Regions from separate parts of the Sus scrofa genome. Here regions 2, 3 and 4 are each linked to region 1. A link is a contact called in public HiChIP or PLAC-seq data. All regions are on one chromosome and are shown on one strand. Each heading gives the region's core, a stretch centred on a gene start, on an enhancer-like site or on the middle of the called end of the contact. The rest is flanking DNA. Distances are from core to core; before and after follow the strand shown. Region 1 holds the start of GAB2 (GRB2-associated-binding protein 2). Region 2 overlaps GAB2 (GRB2-associated-binding protein 2). Region 3 holds the start of NARS2 (probable asparagine--tRNA ligase, mitochondrial). Region 4 overlaps GAB2 (GRB2-associated-binding protein 2).

The links. HiChIP or PLAC-seq counts read pairs in DNA pulled down with a chosen protein or histone mark.
Region 2: an H3K27ac HiChIP or PLAC-seq map of alveolar macrophages shows a contact between it and region 1. The contact joins the enhancer-like site here to the promoter of GAB2 in region 1. A contact is called at or near these places in 19 of 47 Hi-C or Micro-C datasets (alveolar macrophages, blood, brain and 11 more) and 2 of 2 datasets of contacts at active chromatin or transcription factors (alveolar macrophages and skeletal muscle).
Region 3: an H3K27ac HiChIP or PLAC-seq map of alveolar macrophages shows a contact between it and region 1. The contact joins the promoter of NARS2 here to the promoter of GAB2 in region 1. A contact is called at or near these places in 2 of 47 Hi-C or Micro-C datasets (blood and embryonic fibroblasts) and 2 of 2 datasets of contacts at active chromatin or transcription factors (alveolar macrophages and skeletal muscle).
Region 4: an H3K27ac HiChIP or PLAC-seq map of skeletal muscle shows a contact between it and region 1, with 4 times the contacts expected there. The contact joins the enhancer-like site here to the promoter of GAB2 in region 1. A contact is called at or near these places in 6 of 47 Hi-C or Micro-C datasets (embryonic fibroblasts, heart right ventricle, liver and 1 more) and 2 of 2 datasets of contacts at active chromatin or transcription factors (alveolar macrophages and skeletal muscle).

What each region holds. Positions count from the first base shown.
Region 1 is chr9:12,847,926-12,853,593 of Sscrofa11.1, reverse strand. GAB2 (GRB2-associated-binding protein 2) reads left to right here and starts at 2,171. Exons shown (of 11, transcript XR_002335549.1): 1 at 2,171-2,415.
Region 2 is chr9:12,674,177-12,679,844 of Sscrofa11.1, reverse strand. It overlaps GAB2 (GRB2-associated-binding protein 2), which reads left to right. Exons shown (of 11, transcript XR_002335549.1): 4 at 4,918-5,510. Among named protein-coding and RNA genes, the nearest start is that of USP35, 91 kb to the right of the region's middle. Within about 2 kb of position 3,609, at least 17 of the 83 cell types and tissues checked have an H3K27ac peak or open chromatin away from gene starts, as enhancers often do. A contact at or near this core is called in alveolar macrophages, brain and retroperitoneal adipose tissue, where this site is marked.
Region 3 is chr9:13,007,758-13,013,425 of Sscrofa11.1, reverse strand. It overlaps NARS2 (probable asparagine--tRNA ligase, mitochondrial), which reads left to right and starts at 2,529. Exons shown (of 14, transcript XR_002335551.1): 1 at 2,529-3,011.
Region 4 is chr9:12,708,180-12,713,847 of Sscrofa11.1, reverse strand. All of the region lies in intron 2 of GAB2 (GRB2-associated-binding protein 2), which reads left to right. Among named protein-coding and RNA genes, the nearest start is that of USP35, 120 kb to the right of the region's middle. Within about 2 kb of position 3,142, at least 24 of the 83 cell types and tissues checked have an H3K27ac peak or open chromatin away from gene starts, as enhancers often do. A contact at or near this core is called in alveolar macrophages and skeletal muscle, where this site is marked.

The DNA.
Region 1 (5,668 bases), core at 922-3,421:
TGTAACTGTACTATTTCAAGTCCCCTCCTGTCATTGGCCTGAAAACATCAAATTTCTGTTTCCACATGGAATTGTAAATAACAACATGGGGGGGGGGACTTTGCTAGACAAAATAAGACCCTAAAGAATTTCTGGCAGCAGTGCAGCCCCACTCCCAACTAACCGTTGCTGAATAGTCCCCCAGTCTATCTGGAATCATCTAACTATTAAAAGATACGTAATAGAAGACTGCATTTCTAGGGAAAAATAGGGCCTGTGTATGCCTGACTTGCGTCACACACCTCGGCTGTGAACAAACCATGCAGATTTCTCAGACTCCGCAATCCCTGAGACTTGGCATCATGACTCAGATGTGAATGAAGTCAGAAGATTGCTTTATTTTTGTTGGGAGTCACCGCCTCCTGATTGATTTGGCAGGCTTTGAGTATTTTGATATTTGTCTCACAGGGTTTTAAGGTACTTAAAGCCAGAGGTTAAAATGGCTACAATTCTGGTGGTAGTCCTTGTATGAGGCTTAAGGATCCCTCAGTTGGAAGGCTAAGGAGCTCTGATCCCAGCTGTAGCCTGATTGTTCTGGATTTACATGCAATCCAGCAGCACACTGGATAGTGAAGAAAGTGAAATATTAGGTCCAGAGTTGCTGATCTCCAAACCCCCCCAGAGTGCTTAGAAGAGTTAAGCATTCGATAAAGAATTAGCTTTTACAAACTGACAGGGTTGAGCTTTCCCCAACCCACCCAAGGTCTATAAATCAGAAGGATGTCCAACTACTTGAAAACAATAGCTTTGCTGCCCGGAGATAGAGAAATGATCAAAGTGGCCTTCAATTTGTCATGGGGAGTGCAAGATGCTGCTGGTTCTACTCATCTGCCTGCAGCGCTTCCCTATTGATGTAGTGGGTTACTACCCACTTTTCAAAGAAGTTGGGGGAGGACCTACCTTTTAATTTTTTGTGTTTTATTAAAGTATAGTTGATTTTCAATGTTGTGTCAGTTTCTGCTGTACAGCAAAGTGACTCAGTCGTACATATATGTCATTCTTTTTGAGGACCTACCTTTTAATGCTGCTTGTAAAGACATTTTCTGACTTGAAAAGAGCCCCTACCAAAGGTTTCTGGGGTTTTGGCTTTGTTTTTTTCCCCTCTCCTCTCCACCTGAAGTGCTGGGTTTGTCAGGTGTGTGCGTCCACGTGTTCGATCTTAGTTAAATAAACCTCACTGCAACGCAGTAAGAGAGGTAGCTGTGTCATATGCGCTCCAGAGAGTTCTCATAACCTGTGTCAATGAGTTGAAGGTCCGGGGAATTTTGACCCCAATTTCACCTTGCCTTACAATTCACTATGAAATAGAACATTGACTCACTTTGGCTTCCTTGACTCTGCAAATCCCTAGAATTTTCTATTGAATTGCTTTTTCCCAGAGGCAAGGGGGGAGCCAGCTGGACTTTCTTGGTAATAAGAGGACCCCAAGTTCATCTGCAGACGTTAAACAATTCTACCACCTTAAATAGCAGAAGAGCAGGACCCCCCCCACCTGCCCCCGCCCCCAGAATTAGAAACCGGACTGCACTGCACCGGCTTGGGGACCTTAGGCTGTCTGTGAAATGGGAATAACACCGCCCAAGTTGTAGATCTCTGACAGTCATCTAAGCAAGGATTATCAAAGGGCCCAGCACCCAGTAGTTTCCGTCTTTCCTTCGCCCATCAAGGGGGCGAGAGAGTTAATGGAACTCTTGCTGGGAAGCGCATCACTAATTTCAGCCAGAACCTGACCCACTGAAACCTGAAACTCAGGGAAGGATAGGAAGCGGGAGCAGCCCTTGGGTCTCTTCCCGACGACCCTCTGTGAAAAATCGATTCGCGATCGAGGCCGCGCAGTCCCTTCCCATCGCCCCACCTCCATTCCCACCAGGGGCGCGGCCGCCGCCCCCGCTGCCCCCTCGAGGCTTCAGGGCGGGGGGAGAAAAAAGCCAGACCCGGGGGGGTGCGGCCGGCCTCCTCGCGAGCCTCGGGCCTCTGGGAACCGAAGACGCCAGGCGCTGTTTGCGTCTTTGAAGACAGCCCGCCCGGGGGCGCGGCGGGCTGTGGGCGTGGCGAGCGCGCCGCCCTTCCTGCCGGGGCCCCCGCCGCGGCCCCGCCGGGAGAGCGCGCCGGCGCGCGCGGGGAGAGCGGGAGCGCGCAGGCGGCCGGGCCCGCGCCGCGCCGCTCGTCCTCGCCCCGCGGCCGCCGGCTGCCCCGGCCCTCCCTCCCCCGCGAGCTGCGCACCGCCGGCCGACTGACCCAGCCGCCCGCGCCCGCGCCCTTGTCCGTCGACCCCGCGGCGGGCTCCAGGCGGCCGGCAGCATGAGCGGCGGCGGCGACGTGGTGTGCACGGGCTGGCTGAGGAAATCGCCCCCCGAGAAGAAGTTGAGGCGCTATGTGAGTGCGGGCGAGAGCGGGTGCGGCCGCCGAGGGCGCGGGCGGGGGGCGCCCTGCGGCCTGCGGGAGGGCTGCGGGCTCCGGGGGGCCGGCGCCGGCGGGGAGGGCGGGCCTCGGGGCGGCTCGGGGCTGTGCGGGGTACCTGCACACCTGTCACAGGTGCGCCGCCGAGGGGCGGGGCGGGCGGCCGGCCAGGTTGAGGCTGCGGCTCCCTCTCCGCGGGGCGGGCGCGGCGGCGGCGCCTCCCTAGCCAGCCTCCCTGCAAACTAAAGGCACTATTGAAGTTTGTATTGATTGTTTTCGGAGCCGGAAAGAGTTGATTCCCGGGGCCGGGGGACCGTAGTAACCCCGAGCGGCTTCAGCCCGCGGGCTTGGGGGAGCGAGTAGGAAAGGGGGGCGTAGGCTACGGGGCCCCGCCGCCTGGCCCCACAAAGGGCGAGGCGCCTCACACCCTTTCCCCCTTGCCTTTCTCTGCCCGCCCCTCCCGGTGGCCGCCTGCTTCCTTCCAGTCCACAGCCTCTGCATCACGGGCAGCGTCAGCGGCATGTGCAGCCCTTGTATTAAGTGACTCATTTGTTTGTCCCCCTTCTTTCCCTTTATTCTGTCTGTCTCTCACATGGATCCCCCCGTTCCTCCCCTCCCCAACCACCCCACGATAGTGACACTGCAGTTTGGTCGGCTACAACTGGCCCGGGTTTTGTGTTGTGCGGTCCTCGGCGTCTGGGGTCGGGAGAGATCAAGGTTCTCAGTTGCCAGGTGGTGCTAAGCGACGTGTTTACTGAAATTGCTGGGGCAGCCTCTCCCTTCTCGGTGAGAGGCTGGCAGTATCGTGGGGAAGGTGGTACAGCCCGGTGGGAGCGGTGAGGAGGTCTGGCTTTTTTTTCCCCTTCCACCTGAAGATGTCCTGCTTGGTGGGGTCAGAGTACGAGATGGGGCCAGTCCCTGAGATTTGGCTGAAATCAGTCCTGGGCTGTTCGCCTGAGTCTGGAAACGCAAGCAAGGTAGCTAAAAGGTGTCCCAGTTTGCCACCCTCTCCTCGTCCCTTCCTTTGATATGTCCTTGTTAAACCGACTCGTGGTGCCGGGCTCTCTGGGATCATTCCCACAGCCTGGAAGTGAGCTGTTGCCTTCCAGCTGCAGTGCATCAGGGGAGCTCGGAATAGACCCTGCCCTCTGTCAGCTGCACCAGTGGCTTTCCATGAGGGGAGAGGCAGAAGCTTACCAGAGTTTCCTGTCTTGGCTCCCCAGATCAGAACCGAGGGACTTCTGGCCTCTGGATTGAGGAAGTGACATTCTGTTTTTCAAAGGAAGTGTTGTTGTTGGGGAGAGCGAGCCAGTGTGTATGTAAATGAAATCAGGCTCTTATTTAGATCGTTTGCTGGGGGGAAAACCTAAGGATTTAGCGCATGACATTTGAAAGTAGACATAGATTTTAAATATAGTAGGGGTGAGACAATGAGGTGTTCATCTTGGTTTTAAAGCTCATTTTCAGAGATGTCTGTGTAGCCAAAGAACTCTGATTACTAAGAAACTTCTCTGGAGGGTTCTATGGGTTCATTCGGAAAAGTGAATCTTTCTATTGGGAGGTTAAGGAAGAGTAATTTGCTATTAGTATTTTTACGAATATAAAACCAAACCAAAATCCTTTGGCCCCAAAGAGCTTCTGAAAACCATCAGTTAAAGTGTCATACCATCCTGGCCAGTGGAATAAAGCATCCAATAAAAATATGTTCTTAGTTGTTAAATTAGAACCCCATCCTAAACAACCTTGAAACTTCGTTTCTGAAACAGTTTGCCACTGTATCTACATTGACTGAGGACTGCTTCAGCTCAATCACCTAGACTCTTTATGGTCCACTTCATGGGTATTTTCGTTCCCAAGCAACTTTAGCTCAAAATAACCAAGTGTGGAGGCTTTAGGGTCAAGCACCTTTCCCCCCATTTGAAGTACTTGACACCCTGCAGTCATAAGATGACCTCAGCCTTTTCCCACCCCCCTCGCAGCTTTATCCCATAAGACCAAACTAGCAGCAGCTTTTCTTAGGCTAGAGTCATTGGTATGATTGGAAATTGCCCCTCCTGTGGAAGTTCAGTTCCCTTAGTTGAACCTGAGCTGATTTGTTTGATCCTGAACTCTTGGGGAACAGTCTTCCCTGGCATCTTCTTTTCTTTGAGGGTCTTGAGAATGTCTTGCTTTAAGTTAGAACTCTTCCAGCTCCCTCTGTTCAGCAGAGGCCCAAGGTCATCAGGCCCAAACTAGGAAAGAAGTATTTCCTAACCCCGTTGCAAAACACCCCCCGCCCCCCAATGGCTGCTTATTCTGCTATATATAATGGCCATGTGGTATTAGAGATTGATAAATCTTCATTGTAAGAATGTATCAAGCATCTGAAATAAGGGGGAAAGCAGCTTATGAAATAGATTACACCTGCTTAAAATTAATTTAAAAACCTGCCTCTAATTTGAGGCGGAGGTAGGTGTCGGGGTGAAAAAATAACTTGAAAGAAGCTATGGCAAATGTTAGCAGGATTAGCTTTAGGGAATTCTGTGTCTAAGAAATCAGTGTCTTTTCCAATTTATTGATTAGAAGAAAGAGTAAAAGGTCTATTCAGTATTTACTGTGTGCTCTGGAGGGATTACAGAAAGTGACCTCTGGAAATGGTGAGTATTGCCCCCGGGGCATCATAGTAAGGTTGCGGTGGGAGGCTGGCAGAAGGAACAGCCCTCCCGTCACGCCAGAATATGCGGGTATATGAGTATGTGCATGCTCTGCACGTGGGTGAACACACACACATGTACATGTATAAAAAGGTGAAGCTGTGTCTTCTTGAGGAAAACGTATTTTATGACATTTACTGCCCTATAATTTTCTATTTTCTCTGGGTTAGAAGATTTAGGGGAAAAGATTGGTGGCAGCACTGCCCCCTGGTGGTTAACCTGGAGAAAGTTGTGTATTGATTGTAAAGAACTGAATTTAAGAAACTGCTTGTTTTCATTTTATTTGTTAAATAAGCTTTTTAAATTAGATATTTGTGTCCCTGGCACTGGATTAGATAGTGATAATAAAAGTTAATCCAAAAAAAAGTTCATCCACCCGTTCAGTCTTAGTGGATGACCTTGCCTTCTCCTTCACAAAGAAAATGAAGCTATTTGGGATAGCTATCTGCACACACTGCAACCACATTCCCAAGTTTGTGTGGTTCATTTCGTTTTTCTTTGGAATTCGTAGAGTGGATGAGGTGCCCCTTATCACT
Region 2 (5,668 bases), core at 2,360-4,859, 180 kb after region 1:
TCTCTGTCTTCTTACTTCAAGGAGGCTGTTAAGCCCGTCACAGGGGATGAGCTGTGGTGAGTCCCATGCCCTGGAAAGCCCTCCTTCTGGGGAGGGGTTAAGGGAAGTGAAATTTCAAGTGACAGAATTCCAGAATGAAAGTCCGACCCTGCCCACGAGTCTGCAGAGAGATGGTGGGTAAAAAGTAAAATAAAAAATGTTGATGGCGAATTTACCTGTGATTAATCATTCCTAAGGCCCACTCTCCCCATGGCTTCGATTGACCAAAGGCAGAACGTACAGCTTTTACTTTCATTTAGCTTTGCAGATACAGCAGTCCTCTCTAACCACAGAGAGAAGGCAGGTTCGGTATTGCCACCAGAAGAGTTTGAGCTGACACGATCACCTCACCTCTTGGGGATGGTGGCATGGAATTTTCTGTTTTCTTCCCTCACTGGAAGGATCCATTTGGAATGAGTCAGATGTAGAATGGTCCAGATGACCTCTTAAGATTGCCAGTGACAGGTACAGAACTCTAAATGGTGGCTAATTCACTTAGAAGCATTTATCATATAAGGTTTCCTTAAATGGGAACCCAGCCATTAAAAATTAAAGTGGGCCCTTCATCATTAAGGTACTTGGTGTCTCAGAGAGTAGAAAAGAGTGATATTGTGGTGTCGTGTGGTAGGTCCTGTGTGAAAATGTGCCAGAGAACAAGTGCAAGTTCAAGTGGCTGGGAAGAATTAGGAAACCATTTCTAAGAGCCAAGACAGAGGTTTGGGGTTGAGGTTATGACCAAAGCAGGTGCAAGAGGTGGTGTGATAGCCCACCCACCAGCTGCCCCTGGAGCAGCTGGGAGCCAGGAATGTTAAGGAAAAGCTGCTGGCCTGGGGAGTATTTTCTCCCAAACCTCTCTGCCCCCAGGGAGCTCCGCTACACACTTGCATTCCAGTATCTTCTGGCGCCATCTCTGTTTTTCTCATCTGACGTGGGAAGGTAACACCTTCCTGTCTCTCAGAACTGTCATCAAGATTAAAAGCCACATCATATGTGACATGCCTGGCACAGTCCTGTGCTTCTCTTATGAGGCTTCTGTCAGTTCCAAGCCCTGGCAGAGAAACCCTTTTCCAAATCCCCAATTCTGAGTATCCGTTGCGGGAGAGTGGCTCAGCACATCACGACTCTGAGGGCTCAGCAGTCCCCGTCTCAATCCGTATCTACCGCGGCAGTGCGGGTTTGGGGCAGGGGGTCCAGAGACCTGGGTGCTGGAACCAGTTCTGGTACTGTGCGAGCAGATACCTTGGGGCAGGTTCATTGCCCTTGTGCAGCCCCTTTACCTGGTGCCCCTTGGCATGTGTCCGTGTCATTTAGCACATGCCAGGGACTGTGCCAGGGGACAGGACAGGCTATGGTCCCCTGCCTTCTAGGAGCACAGGTTAGGGAGAAGTGGGAAGGCACAGACACACATAACCTTCATACAAGACAGACTAAGGCGAGTGTAATGGTGGGAGGACAGAGCTCGGTGGGGGCCGAGGAGGAGGAGTGAGGAAGGCGGAAAGGAGAGTTAAGACCTAAAGGACCTCTGTGGAGCAAAAGGTCCCCTTGGCACTCGGTGTAAGATTTTGACGCATCAAAGGAACATTCCAGAGAAAGGTGAATACTGCCAGCCCAGAGCTGGAGCTGGGAGAGGGTTTAGGGATACGTGGGTAGTTCTGAGCGCTGGAGAGGGGATGCCCGGCAGCAGGAGCCTGGGACCCCGGCGTCTGTGTTCTGAAGAGGAAGGGTTTCAGTCTGATGCCCACAGGGTTCAGGCCAAACTCGGGGAAGGGGAGGCGGCACCGACACTTGTCTTTCTTTACACATTCATTTGCTTGTTCATTCAGTAGACATTCCCCGGTTTCCTCTGTGACAAGCACTGATTGGGTGCTATGGAGAGAAAAAATGAATAAGACACACTTGCTTTCCTCAAGGAAATCACAGGTGGTGGAGGTGACAGGTGACAATGCATAACGCAGATTACAGTTGCTCCCTGCGCCAGGAACAGAGTTAAGCAGGTGACTGAGGTGGTGCCAGGGAGAGGGTGTAAGAAACAGCTTTAAAAGCTGTGCCATTGGGAGTTCCCGTTGTGGCGCAGTGGTTAACGAATCCGACTAGGAACCATGAGGTTGCGGGTTCGATCCCTGCCCTTGCTCAGTGGGTTGACGATCTGGCATTGCCGTGAGCTGTGGTGTAGGTCACAGACATGGCTCGGATCCTGTGTTGCTGTGGCTCTGGCGTAGGCCAGAGGCTACAGCTCCGATTTGACCCCTAGCCTGGGAACCTCCATATACCGAGGGAGCGGCCCAGGAAATAGCAAAAAGACAAAAAAAAAAAAAAAAAAAAAAAAAAAAAAAAGCTGTGCCATTGGAGTTGAGTACCAGCCCACTGGACTGGAGTAAGAGGCCTTCCGGGCAGGGCAAACAACACAAGGCCGGGTGACCTTTCAGGCCGGGCACCTATGGGGCACACTGGGAGGTTGAGGAGCTGCTAGAGTGGGAAGGGGAGCTGGGGAGAGGAGATTGGAGAGGAGAGGTATTAAGCTGGGAGGTTCAGAAAGTAAACGTGAGTGGGATGGTAGGAGACTGGTCATTAGCCCTTTCGTTAATGCAGAAGAAAAACCGGGGGGCCCTAAATGGGGGTGGATTCTGCAGGCCCCGATGTGGTCAGTACCTGAGAAATCATAAGGTAACTTCCGGGTTTCAGCTTGAGCAGCTGGGGCCCTTCCCCAGCCTGGGGAGACAGGTGGATATGAGTTCATTCTCGAATATGTTTAAGGTGACAGCAGGGTACCTGCGAGCCTGTCCCCACCTTAACATCTTCCCAGGACTTCAGTTCTCATCAGCCCAGGCCTGGCCCCTCCCGTCACCTCTCAGCCCTCCCTCCCCAGACGCTGGCTCCAGTCCGAGCAGTTCGCAGTTCCTCCGACCTGCCAGACTGTGTTCCACTTTGGTGTGTGAGGCGCCCTTTTCCTTCTCTTGCCTTTGGCCTGGCCAGTTGCCAGGGTCACTCAGAGGGGACAGCTCTGAAGAAGCCTCCTCTGACATTTCTCAGCACCACCACCAGGGAGGGTTGGTATAAGTCTGTCACCAGCCACTTACCCGCTTGATTATAAGATTTGCATGCACATCACCGCCTCCGCTGCGGTGCCCCCTCCCCTAGGGCAGGAGGCCTCTCTGTATCCATGGTGCCTGGCACAGACGGAAAGTACACCATCAGGGAATGTCGTTTCAATGGACAAATCCAGATCGGGGCATCCAGCAGAGCTGGAAACTCAAAAAAAGACTGAAGTAAAGGCACCAAAGACAAACGGGCAGATATGGACACCTTCTGTCTACCACCGGCTCCGCGTCCTCTGCTCCAGGCACTCGTTATCCAGAGGCTAGATGATCAGTGACGAAGGCTGTGGCTGCTGGCCGGGTTCTGTGTGTGGAAGGGACTAGAAAGGGAGTGAGAGCACGTTGGCCCAGAGAAGAGGGCCTCTGACGGTTTGGGAACTGCAGTGGAGGTCCCGGCCCTCAAGGACACACATTTCCATTAGAGAAAGCCTGGCCTCGACACCTGTTTCCCTTCCTCCTTCTAAGCTGAGGGGCCTTATTTTCTATCACCATCTGGTGGCCACATCCGTAAATAACAAGCTCCCATGAGCTGAAAGAGCTTGTCAAAGGGCAGGTGCCCCAGGTTGGCCGCAGCAGGTTAGAGAGAGGGCGAGCTTGCAGAGCTGTGCGTATGTGAGATTTGCCTTATTCTGGTGAGAAGCACCCAGAGCTGTTTATCAGATCCTTAAAGAGGCATATAGCCTCCGAAAGGCTGAGAATCACAACTCTAAAGGGTTGTCCTAGAAGAGCGGTTTCTCCCCGCGTGGAATCCTAGGAAGAATCGTAATGTAAGAGAGAGGAAAGCAGAGCTGAATCTCTCCCTGCTCGGAACCTCACCTTCCAACTTCCCAAGACACCTATGCAGAACACAGAATCCAGTTTGAAAACCATGCTGATAAAGCCAAAGGGTTGTGGAGTTTCAGAACCAGACGGACCCTCAAGAGCCACAGAGACCCACCAGGTTGCCTTGGGGAGGGGGCCAGGCGAAGCCCACAGAGCCTGTCAGTGGCTGTAATGGAACTACTGCAGCTCCCTTTGCCCCCCGCCCCCGCCCAGATCTTTGTGATTTTGCCTTATTTCGCCAAAACTTAAATCCTTAAAAAATAATAATCAAACACCTTTTCTGTCCTGAGTATAGTTCCCAAACAGGAAAGCACTTTTCTCGTAGGAGTTCAGTCTTCTGGAAAGAGCTCTTTACCCCTCTAACTGCCTCTCAACAAACTGTAATACATGATGAAAAATAAATCTATAGCTTACATTTGAACAGTTATTTTTAACTTAGACCAGCAACATGCACGAGCTGACTTGCTTTACAGCAGGAGAACAGGCTCAGATAAGATGACCTGCTTGCTGGATTCTGATACCAGCTTACAGGTTCTTTCCACTGTCTCACAGCCTTTGTACAGAAATGTGCCTGTTCTGTGGCACTTAAAGCAAAGAACAAGTGAGGGGTATAACAGGCTTATTGATACCTGTTTGGGGAAGTAAGACCAATCTCTGCTAATCACAGCCATTTGGGGATAAAGGCTAACACTGATCAAACATCTGTATACTAGATACACTAGAGTCCAATTTCTAGACGACCTTCAAAGACTGATTTCAATCACCGTTTTTGCAGGTGCCTTAACTCAAGCTCAGAGAGAAGGCGTGCCTTGCCCAGAGAAACCTCAGGCCTGCCAGCCTCCTCAGTCTGTGTCTGCCGCACACCACCCAGCTGCACGGGGTTTGACCATGCCTGCTTGCCTCCCCCGCGGGCAGCCCTGACCGCCTCTAACCCCTGTGCCCCCTTCTTTCCATCTCTTAGGAGCGCCAGCTTCTCTCAGGGCACCAGGGCCTCGTTTCTCATGAGGAGCGACACGGCTGTGCAGAAACTGGCCCAGGGCAACGGACACTGTGTCAATGGAGTCAGTGGTCAAGTGCACGGCTTCTATAGCCTCCCCAAGCCAAGCCGGCACAATGCAGAATTCAGAGACAGCACCTACGACCTCCCCCGGAGCCTGGCCTCGCACGGCCACACCAAGGGCAGCCTCACAGGCTCCGAGACAGACAACGAGGAGGTGTACACCTTCAAGATGCCCAGTAACACCCTGTGCCGTGAGTTTGCGGACCTCTTGGTGGACAATATGGACGTTCCGGCCACCCCGCTCTCAGCCTACCAGATCCCTAGGACATTCACGCTGGACAAGAACCACAATGCCATGGCGGTGGCCGCCCCTGGGGACTCGGCCGTAGCTCCCCCGCCCCGGCCCCCCAAGCCGAGTCAGGCAGAAACACCTCGGTGGGGCAGCCCTCAGCAGAGACCTCCACTGGGCGAAAGCAGCAGATCCGTCTCTGCCGCTGCCACCATCCCCAGGCGCAATACCCTCCCAGCCATGGACAACAGCCGACTTCACCGAGGTCAGTCTGAACCCTGGCGGAGACTCGGGGGAGGGGGGTGGCCCGGGGCTTCTCGGTAGTGTGCTAGTCCCCGGCCACCCGCGCCAGGGAGACGTGAGGCCTGCCCAGGTTGCCGACACTTGCAGGTGCGAGCGTCTTCTCCCCAGGCCTTTCCAGCT
Region 3 (5,668 bases), core at 1,280-3,779, 160 kb before region 1:
AACCTGTCAAGCTGCAGGTGTGATTAAAACCCTCCCCCAAGCTGACGAGTAATGCTGACAGTTTTCACTGCACACACCTGCAGTATTAAAAGGTAACTGTAAGAATGTTTCACTTCTGTTCCTCGCTCCAGGGCACTTCAGGAAACACTATGGATCATGGTAGGTGTGCTGAAGAAGGCAAGTCCTCTTTATGCTCTCGGGAGAACAGCCGAGGCATTGTTTAATCACTGGGGCTTATGAGGGGGTAAGAGAATGAACTCTGGTGCCAAATCGCCCATACAAACCATGAACCCTCTCTGAGCTTTGTTTTCTTCTTTGGAAACTGGGGGTGAGGATACTAACCGTACTTCACAGGGCTATTGTGAGGATTAGGTGTGTCACTATGTGCAGATATATAACCTTACACATTAATATGAATATAGTAATCCTGGCACATACTAAGGATCCTATGGCACCAGCCGTCATTTATTACTGACCTAGTAATATATTCTTCTTAGAAAGACCACTCTGGCTACTGTCCGGAAGAGGATGAATCTAAAAGGGGAAGTGTCACTCTAGCACTGAAAATAAAAGTAAGATGATATGATTTGACAGAGCACCAGATACAGTGTCTTGAACTTAGCATCAGACACATAAATGCTATAGCCAACTGTCAGTGATATCTATTTTATTTTATTTTTTGTCTTTTTAGGGCTGCATCCACGGCACATGGAGGTTCCCAGGCTAGGGGTCTAATCAGAGCTGTTGGCGCCGGCCTACGTCACAGCCACAGCAACAGATCGGAGCCTTGTCTGTGACCCACACCTCAGCTCACAGCAATGCTGAATCCTCAACCCAGTGAGCAAGGCCAGGGATCGAGCCTGCAACCTCATGGTTCCTAGTGAGATTCATTTCTGCTGCGCCACCACGACAGGAACTCAGTCAATGATATCTGTTTTTAATTAACTATACCTAATTTTCAGTTTCAGCCACAGGTTTCCTTTGCTTTCATCATACTACTGGCCAGTACCCCTGCTGAGAAAATAATTAACCCTTTGGCTTAAACAAGTGGAAGGAGAGAGGGTAAAAAAAAGTCAGGATCCTTCCTCTCTGACACTGGTACTACAGTTCTTAAGATGCATACTAAGGGGACTTGGTAAAGAAAGGCTAGCCAGACAAATGGCCTGGGTAGGAAGTGAGCCAGCTGGTCACTATTTTTGGTCCCTTTGAAAGGTAGTCAAAGAGGAGATTTGAACCAGACTACGTTATTTCTATGTGTCTCAGACTGTCTTCTCAGATTTTGCAAACAATACCAAAGGCAAACATTTTTTAAGGCATATAGCTCACATAATTCTGACGGCATTTGGCAGCAAGTTTCCGTGTTTCTGCTCTCAAGGTTTGAGAAGTGTCCAAGAACTAGGGGGGTATTTTCTAGTCTGTCTTGAGAATAGTCTTACAATTCTTCCAGGCTGTCTGCCCTCCTGGAAACCTTTCCTGCCCATCTTCTGGCAGGAAATACTCTTTCTACATCCCAATCTGACAAAATTCTGATCTTCCTCCAAAACTCAGCTTAATTATCTCCTTTGCCACCTCTCCATTTGGCTCATACATGCATATTGGTACTTACTGGTTTATATCACAATTCTCTGTTTTCTTGCTAGTCTCCATCATGTCAAGACCATGAATTCCTTGATGGAAGGAACCATGGTTTTATTTCCCACCTTGAGACACTGATAGCATAATAGTTTAGTGCAAGGAGCCAGGATTTCCGAGTCTAAATCTTATAGAATGTATATCCTTGAGCAATTCATTTAACTTCATCGTGCCTAAGTTCACAAAAAAAGGGCATAATTGCAAAATGGCATAATAAGTAAGTAGTCCTTACTTCTATCTTTTAATTAGAAAACTAATTCATCCATGAGTTACAGGAAATAAAATTATTCGGGGGGATACATTTGAAAGGTGGCTTAATTCATGAACAAGCCATCATTTCCACGTCAAACAAATGCAGATAAATGTGTTGGAAAAAGGAGAGGGCGAGACTTGAAGATTCTGGCAGGCAATGCCCAACACTCCTCCACTGTCCCGCCTTCTCTGACTCGTCTGTCCAAGGTCTCTTCACTTACTCTTACCTGTCAAAGCGCTACCTTTTCCGGCGAGCTATCTTTGGCATACTGCGCTTGGGCTCTGCCAGGGAACTGATCCCCCATTTATTCAGCTGTTTGGATGTCTGGTACCACCCACCTGTAACTTTACCAGGGTCTGTGCTTTGTTTTTCTCTGTTCTCAGAATTCGCAAAGACTGATCCCCTCACGCTAATCTTCTCAACAATCAAGAGTCTCCTCTTGGCCGCCTTCTTTCTGCATCAGTCACTCGGATCTAGCCCCCAGTAGACTATCCGGTTCCTTCAACGCAAGGTTCTTGTGTCTTAGCTCCGCCCTATCTCAGCTCCCGACCCCTTCCCTTCCTCCGCCCCGCCTCCTCTTTAACTGGGGTCACGAGTACGCATGCTCCCTCTGAACCTCCCGGCAGCGTGATGACGTTGGCCTTGGCGTGGTGACGTAGGGGCGGGGGCCGCGCCTCTTTCTGCAGCTACTCAGGCGTGGGTTTAGAATCTGTGAGGGTCTGTGGGGTGTCCCGCGTGCCCAAGGCGCGCGGTTTGTTTTTGGCGTTTGCTGCTGAATGTGTTGTCTCCGTTCCGCCCTTTAGGGAAGCGGGAAGCAGCAGAGGTTCCGTGGGGACCGAGCTGGGACCCTTGAAGGGGAAGGGGTCTCGAGCGCCTAAGGGCTTGCTGCGGCCCGGAAGAGGGGCGAGGAGAGGGTCCCCGCGGGCTGCGTCCGAACGCTCCCTGCATCAGGGCAGGTCACGAGGAGGGCCTGGGCAGCCGCGCGATGTTCGGGGCCCGGTGTCTCCTCCGAGCCCTGCGCTCCTGTTCCTCCGTTCCCTGCCCAAGGCACAAACCTTCAACAAAACTGAGCGTGCGGGACGCTCTCGGTGCCCAGAACGTGAATGGGGAGCGCGTTAAGGTCCAGGTTAGTGTGTCGAAAGCGGGTAGGTTTGTCCTTTTCGTTGACCGATTTGGCACATCCGAGTTCAGGCTTCCCTGGTCCCGTCGGGTCGGACAGAATGACCGGCAGGGGAAAGTTAGAAAAGCTAAGCAATCGTGTGCGTGCGTCCACGTTTTTCTCCTTTTCTTGGCTTGGTAGTTTTCGGAAAACTGTTTAGATACTTGGAAAGTGCTGGAACTTGGCTTTCGTGATACCGCGGCATTATATGTAGACTTGTTAATCTTGCAGAAAAACGAACGAGCCCCTTTTCCTTTGTCCCTTATGTGTATTCACACTTAAGTAGCCCCTTGAGACCAGGAGCCTTTTCTTACCTGTCTTGGTATTCACACATGGCTGACAGAAAAATTTGTTCAACCAAACCAGACCTCTTAGGTCAACTTTTAACCACCTCAGTGCCTAAAATGAGGCTTTGCGTATAACTTTTGTTTAATAAATTAGGAGAAAGAGTGGAGTGTAGCAGTTCGAAGGAGATCTGGAGTCAAGCTGCCTAGGTTTAAATTTCTGCTGTTTAGTAGGTTGTCAGTTTGGGGCACGGCCCTTCATGTGCTCTGAACCTCACTTTCCTCTTATGAGAATGGAAATGATCATAGTCCCTGTCTCACAGAGTCCGAAAAGTTAGTTAGAAAAATTTGGGACAGTGTCCCACAGTCGGTAAAGACGAGCTGCTCTCATTTCTTTGTTAATACTATAATTTGCAGCAGCTCCACACAGAAGGACCAGACCAAACAAGGTGGTTTGGTTTATTAGGTTGCTGAATCACACTGATGCAATTACTTTTGTCGTCCTCATCTATCTTTGATTTGTAGCAGTATGACCAGTTTCCCCCCTTGCATTTTTGGGGGTTCTTTCTGAGATCCAAATCAAAATATTTTCTGGCATTAATCTATTCAGCATACACTAATGATGCCTTCTGTATGCTAGCCTAGAAAGGATTCAGAGATGAGAACAGAGCCTACTCCGTTAAAGGATTTCTTTTTAGTGCCCTACTCTCTAATTTAGAAGCTACTGGCACTTAGGGCCCTGAGCACTTGAAATGTGGCTAGACTGAATTGAGAGGTACTGTAATTGTAAAATACACACCAACTTTGAAGAACAAAAAAGAATGCACAGTGTCTCTGCTTTTTTATATTGATTATATGTTGATGTTTTGGACAAAATGGGTTGAACAAAATACATCATTAAAATGAACGTTACCCATTTCTTTTTACTTTTTAAAAAGTTTTATTATAGTTGTTTACAGTGTTGTAGCAATTTGTACTGTACAGCAAAGTCACTCAGTCATACATATAAATATATGTTCTTTTTTAAAATATTATTTTTCATCATGATCTATCCTGGGAGATTGGATACAGTTCCCTGTGCTATACTGTAGGACCTTATTGTCTATCCATTCTAAATATAATAGTTTGCATCTGTTAACCCTAAACTCCCAATCCATCCCACTCCTTCCCCTCTCCCAATTGGTCTTCGCACTTTTGATGTGACCACTTAAAAAAAATGTAAAATTACGTATGTGGTTCGCATTATATGTTTGTTAGACAGCCCTGGTCTAATGGCTTAGACAAGTTAATTACAAAAATGTGATGAGTATTAGTAGTATAAATAGCTTTGAGAAAACCAAGGGAAGTCCTTAACCGTGAGGAGGTCAAGGAAGATTTCTTTCAGGAGGTGACAAGTAGCTGAGTGTTGAAGGGTGTTTTCCTCAGAGGAACTGGGGACGGGATAGAAACAGCATTCCTGAAGAGCTTGTTGTTAACGTGAACCTTGAACTCAGAAGTGTATTTGAATTCCAGCCCTACTTCTAGGTAACCTTGAGTATTAAACAAGGAGGTTATCCTAACTTCTCTATGTTTCTTCATCTCTAAAAGGGTAATAATCATTAAATTTTTGTGAGGACTAGGTAGAAAAATACTTATAAAGAGCTTAGGACAGAAACATTGCAAACAGTGCTCCACAAATGTTAAACTTTTACTAACAAGTGAAAAGCAAGACAATGGTGCCTTGGAAATGAGTACTAATTGGGCCTGCTCCACATTACGAAGGGCCTGTATACACGACTGAGGCAATTTATGATGTAGTTCTTGTAGCCCTGGAGAAATCAAGGGCTTCCTAGTAGACTTGGGTTCAAGTTCAGGCTCTGCCTTTACCAACAGTGTGACCTCAGGCAAGTTATTTAACTTCTCTGAGCCTCCGTTCTTCACTTGTAAGGTAGAAATAATGATAATCCATAGAGCTGTTGTGAGGAGAGGAGACGGCGTATGAAGAAAGTAGTAAAACGCTTGTCACGGGGTACGTTCAGTACATGGCAGATATTCTTCCATGGAAAAATGCTTATGGATTATCTACTCTGTACCTGGCAGTAGCCTTCAAAGCAACTAAAAACCTGGTTCCTAAGCCCTCAAAGTATTACGGACATGCAGAGAAGTAAGAGAAGGGCTTTAATAGCAATGTCTAGGGGGTGGTGGGGATACAGAGAAAGTGAGGGTCAGTACAGCTGTTTTTTTAAGTATAGTTCATCTTGCTTTTCACAAGCATGTTTGATGGTTAATCGAACACCATCAGTTGTTGCACAGTTGCTCACAGGGTCTGCTAAAACACTCTCTTTTAATTTCTAGCGAGTT
Region 4 (5,668 bases), core at 1,893-4,392, 140 kb after region 1:
GACACCTTGTGTGATATTGGAAGTTCTCCTTCACCCCATCCACTCAGGTCCTGTAAGTGGCTCAGGTTTCCCTCCTCACCACCTCCTATGACTCCGAATCCTTGGGCAGAACTCTTCCAAGAATTTAGTGACTTCTAGAGCTCTAATCCAGGCATCAGGATCTGTCGGTGAATCCATAGGCTGGGGGCGAGGATGCCTGAGCTCGGGTAACTCTGGAAGAGTGTGAACAAGTCCCTTGATGAGGTTTCAGTTTTCTTCCTTCAGATAGAGAGAAAGTCCTTATCTAACCCAGTGGTTCTGCTTCTGTGTGGGTTCATCAACACAGACCTTGACTCCGGCAGCCCCTCGAGTTTCCTGTCTCCCAAAGGAACATTGTGTTCGACATAAAGGCATCCCCCAAAAGCGTGAGTTCTCTTCTCTGCTTGCTGTTGGTCCTGTAACAATCTCTTCCCATGGGGAACCTCCCGCAAGCAGATACTCCTTTCTCCTTTATTATTATTATTATTTTTTGAGTTGTAATAGGACCTGTTTTTTAAAAAGAAAGAGAAAAAACAAATAACTTGTGTTTCTCACTTTCAGCTGGAAGAGCTTCTATGGCAGATGGCATCTTTTTTTCATTCTTCTTGCCATCCTCAGCTTCTTCCTTTTGCTGCCACTCTCCAGTTCCTCACACATCCCAGCCAGAAAGGCCTAGGCTAAAACCTGTCTAGGATCCAGACCAGACCAGGAGGGACACTGGGTCTGAATACTGACATAAGGTTAAAGGAAAGCCTCCTGACAGAGGACTCTTTCCAAAAGGCAAACCAGGGATGATGCCCAGAAAGAAAACGCGACTCTGAGAATGAATATCAAGGTTTCATATCATGTGTGTGGAGTCTGCTTGTTGTTCATTTGTTTAGAGTATGTGTGTGTGTACACGTGCACAAGCAACAGTGAGAACCCCATCTTCCTTTGGGGATCAGAATAGCCTTCCTGTCCTCCGGGGCAGGGAGCAGAAAGCTGCCCTGAGCTGTGTTTCCGAGCAGCCGGGTCCAAGTGCTCGCATTTGTGGCCCAGTTGTGGGCAGCTGTCCCTGACCCGCTGTACCACACACGAAAAGGCAGCAGCTCCTAGCACAGAGCTTGCATGAATTATTCATGGGCTCAGGAGCCATCCTCTGTTAGGAAAGCCCTCAGCCCTTTGAGTCCTCTGAGCTGAGGGCTTCTTCTTCCCCGTTGTCACCCTCTCTCCTCTATTCCGTAACTGGTCCAGGGCCTGCGCAGCCGCTCGCTCTCACGTGCATGCTGGAAGGTGTGCTAGCTGGTCTCGAGTCCCAGCCCTGCTGTTTATTTGCTCTGCAATGTTGAATAAGGACCTCTTATCTCTTTGAGGTGTTATCATCCAAAGTGGAGATGGAGCTCCCTCTCTCGCAGAGGGCTTGGGAGGAAGCTGGGCAAGTGTAGAGGCGCACGATGTGAGCAGTGGCTGCTTGTTTCCCAGCTCTCTGTGTCACGTTTGTGGTGAAAACGGTGATCTTTCTATCTGTAGGTCAAGATGAACAGGATATGATTTAAGTATCTTGTGTTTTTAGAGAACTTTTCAGTCTACAAAACACTTATGCAGTCTCCTTTGAGGATAAAGAAACAAAATAAGATAGACAGGGCTGCTAGCATTATTCCTACAGGCAAGCAAGGAAGCTCAGGTCTAAAGGCACTACCCTTGCCAGAAAGCAGTGTTGCCAGGTCAAGAATCCCAGGCTTTTAGCTCCATCGTGGGGCTAAGTGCTCTAACTCCTTCTCATTTATCTGAACCCCTTTTCACAGACCTGTTTACTGTGGCAACTTGTAAATCACAAAATAGCCAGCAAGGAAGAGGAGCGAGAAGTTGATAAGTCACTGAGAACTAAACATTTGGAAAGTCAAGTGCTATCTGTACATTAATATTAATCTCTGAGGGCTAAATTAGCAAGATAACATGATCCGTCTCAGAGCAGCCAACTACTGTGAAGTAGAGCTCGGGGAGTTTAAGTCACCAGAACCCTGTTTGTAATTCTTAAAGATTTTGAAATAAGGCCAGAGCCGCCTCCATATCCTGTCTGTTATTGTAGCTTTTTCCTTCTCAAACTCCCTGGCAGGAATGTCACAGTGGTCGCATGACTAACTCTATGCAAAGACAAGGTCCCTGAGTTCCAACCAACTGTTCTTTATCTGTTCCCCATCTTTTCTGTATGAAAATTTGGGGAGAGACTGCCTTCCCTTAAATATTCTGTAAACATTTGAACTTCTAGTAATTCATGAATTTCCCCGGGAACTCAAGAGCAGAATTATTCCAAGTCCTGGGGTCAAACGATACCCATAGGAGTGCTTTGGGGGAAGTGTTATCGGGGTCTTCAAACAGCTCCTTCCTCTCCAGAGAGAATGATTGGTGCCTTCAAGTTCAGGACCCGTTACTCCAGCTGGACTTCTGAGAGCGGGGAGGGCTGCGGTGGAGCCGGGCGGTCCATTCCAGTGCCTTCGGGTGACCTGGTCCTTCTCCCCTGACTAATGAGTGGAAGAACCAGAGGAGAAGCAGGGTTTGGGGGGAGTGGAGGAGGGTGGGGACGAAAGAGACCTCAGCCTTTCTCTCATTCCTGGGAGGCCTTTTCCTCCTTTCTTCCCTACACTACCCTTTTTTTTTAACTGAGTTCAGATCTCTCGACTCCTCTGGGGGACCCTTGTTGGAAGCTTAGAGCAAATGTGGAGGTGATAACGTGGCTTCTCCCCAGGCCGGCACAGGTCCCCTGAGGAGCCAAGAGCAGAGCGGAGCCTGACCCGGGCCCCAGCCCAGAGGCGGAGGCTGCGGGCTGAATCACCCACCCTTCTTTTCCCACTGAGACAATGAGGAAAATAAACATCCAAACCAGTTTCCAAACAGATCTGAAATCCTCACGCCTTAAAAAAAAAAATAACCCTGAAGTATCAGACCTTCCTCCTCGATCTTTTGTTGGTTTGTTGTTGTTTCTGTCTGCAGCTGGGTCTGGTCACCCTGAGAGTAGGCCTTGAGGTGGGACATGAACTCCATAAAGTCCCCACAGACACTTTGGCTTTATCCTAGAGCAGGCTCAGGCCCTGCAGCAAAGTCCAGACCCTCCGGAGGAGGAAGGGGAGACAGGAGGAAACCTGACCCTCTCCTCTTCATTCTAAGCCTTGATCCTCCTTCCTGCTCTCCCTTGTATACCAGGCACTCCTCCTCACCTCCAAACCCCCCCGCCCCCTGCCGCCAGCCAGCATAGACTCAGTCTAGTGTTACCTGCCAAACCCACAGGCTGTTAGAAATGAGAGTGTTTCATCGAAGCTCCTCAAGACCAGAAGCTTTGGATAGCTCCCAAACAGCCCATAAGATGCTCCCCCTTTTTTGTTTTTTGAGTGCTTCTTATTATCTCTGTGAAGAAAAGTAATAAATCATTGTTGAATTGGTCCCAGACCAGATTCCAAAGCCCAGTGAAACTCTCATTTTTTTGCTAAAGATAGAATTAGGACTTTGAATTTAGTGGTAAGGTCACCTTGAACCTCTGAAGCTGGGTTTCGTTTGTTTGTTTGTTTGTTTCTTTCTTTCTTGTTTTTTGGGGTTTTTTTAGTGCCGCACCTGCAGCATATGGAAGTTCCCAGGCTAGGGGTTGAATTGAATTGAGCTGCCGGCCTATGTCGCAGCCACAGCAACTTGGGATCCAAGCCACATCTGCTACCTATGCCACAGCTCATGGCAACACCAGATCCTTAACCCACTGAGCGAGGCCAGGGATTAAATCCGCATTCTTAGATACTATGTTTCGTTACTGCTGAGCTACAGTGGGAACTCCTGAGGCTGTTGGTTTTGATAAACCACTTCGTTATGTAGAGTTCTACATAGGACTCTGAACTCTGCAGAATCAGTGGGTATGCTCATCTTTATCTAGAATCTGAATTGGGAGTCAAAGTTCTGAGTTTTGGTGTGGTTTTTTTTTTTTTTTTTTTTTTTTTTTTTTTTTTTTTTTTACTGCACCCATGGGGCATGGAAGTTTCCAGGCCAGGGAGTGAATCAGAGCCACAGCTACAGCAATGCCAGATCCTTCAACCCACTGTGCTGGGCCTGGGATTGAACCCGTACCTCTGCAGTGACCTGAGCCACTGCAGTGTGATTCTTAACCTACTGCACCATTGTGGGAACTTCCCAACGTCCTGGTTGGAGATTCCCAGGCTAGGGGTTGAATCAGAGCTGTAGCCACCGGCCTACACCAGAGCCACAGCAACGCGGGATCCGAGCCGCGTCTGCAACCTACACCACAGCTCACGGCAACGCCGGATCGTTAACCCACTGAGCAAGGGCAGGGATCGAACCCGCAACCTCATGGTTCCTAGTCGGATTCGTTAACCACTGCGCCACGACGAGAACTCCCGTCCTGGTTTTTAATTTCAATTTTGTCACGGATTCATTGTGTAAATCTTGGTCTCGACAGTAAACTAGGAGTTTGGGGACTAGTGATTTTCAAACTTTGGATTTTTTTTCATTGCTTGTTAACTAAATCTTAAGCGGAACACAGTGTGTGAAACAGGTGAGTGGGAGCTGCTTTGAACATCGCAGGGGATGGAGTCCAGCAGGGCAAGCTCGAGCTGGACGCAGATGGCCCGGCCCTCCTTCTCACCCAGGGTGGCCTGGGACGGCTGGAGCACAGCGTGGAAACACTGGTCTGCAGCAGATACTTCAAAACAGGCACCCACAGACCAGTGCTGAGCTATGAAAAATTGCCTCAAATCACAACAAAAAAGGAAACACAGGAGGAAGATAGAGTCAGTTTTCATAAAGCCAAATGTAGTCAGATTTTAAAACCTCCCTACATGCAGACATTCTCTTTGCATGGATGTGCACATTTGTTAAAGTGTTCTTGTGTGTGTGTGTGTGTGTGTGTGTGTAGTGACAGTCATAGTAAATAATAGTTTTTCCATATTTGACACAATTAAAAATTGTGAGCCCTGTGTGTCGGTTTTTAAGGTGCACATACAAACAAAGAGGCAGTGTTTTCACTCCTCTGTAAAATGGGAGTGACCTAGAGGTTTTGCTGCTGTCAAGGCCACCTGATTCCTAGCCGCTGCTTCTGTACCCATGGCCAGAGGCCCTTGGACTCTACTTTCAAGTTGACGCCCACCCTGCACCCCAGCATACAGTCAGGGCTCTGGGATCCCCCATCCTTTCTGCTTAGTTCTGACCCTCATCCTGTGCGTGAGCTCGGGTCAGCCCTGGGACTTTGCCGACTCTTCCCATTCTTGAGTCATCCCTGTTAACTTGACTGTCGTCTCACATTCCACCCAGGACTGGACCCTCTTCTGCTTCTCTTTAGTCCCCCTCAGAGACCACAGTCTTACCCAAACCCTTAAGTGGGTGTCTGGAGCCCCACTACCCAGTGGCTGACTTCTGAGCAGCCAGTGGTCTGTCTGCCTGAATTTCTGAAGAAAAATCCATCTCTGCTTTCCCTAAACATGCTTCTTCCTCTTGGATGCTGCTGCCCACATCTCTGGGTGATGCCCACTTGCTGTGTCTGTGTTCACTCATTCAGCACATTGAGTACCTGCTTTTGCCAGGTCTTGTTCTGGGGACCTGTGCCAGAGAAGAGTGAAAGCCGTGGCCCCACGCTTAGTGACCTCATGCACTTTGTCAGATCCTCCAGTTGAGGTTC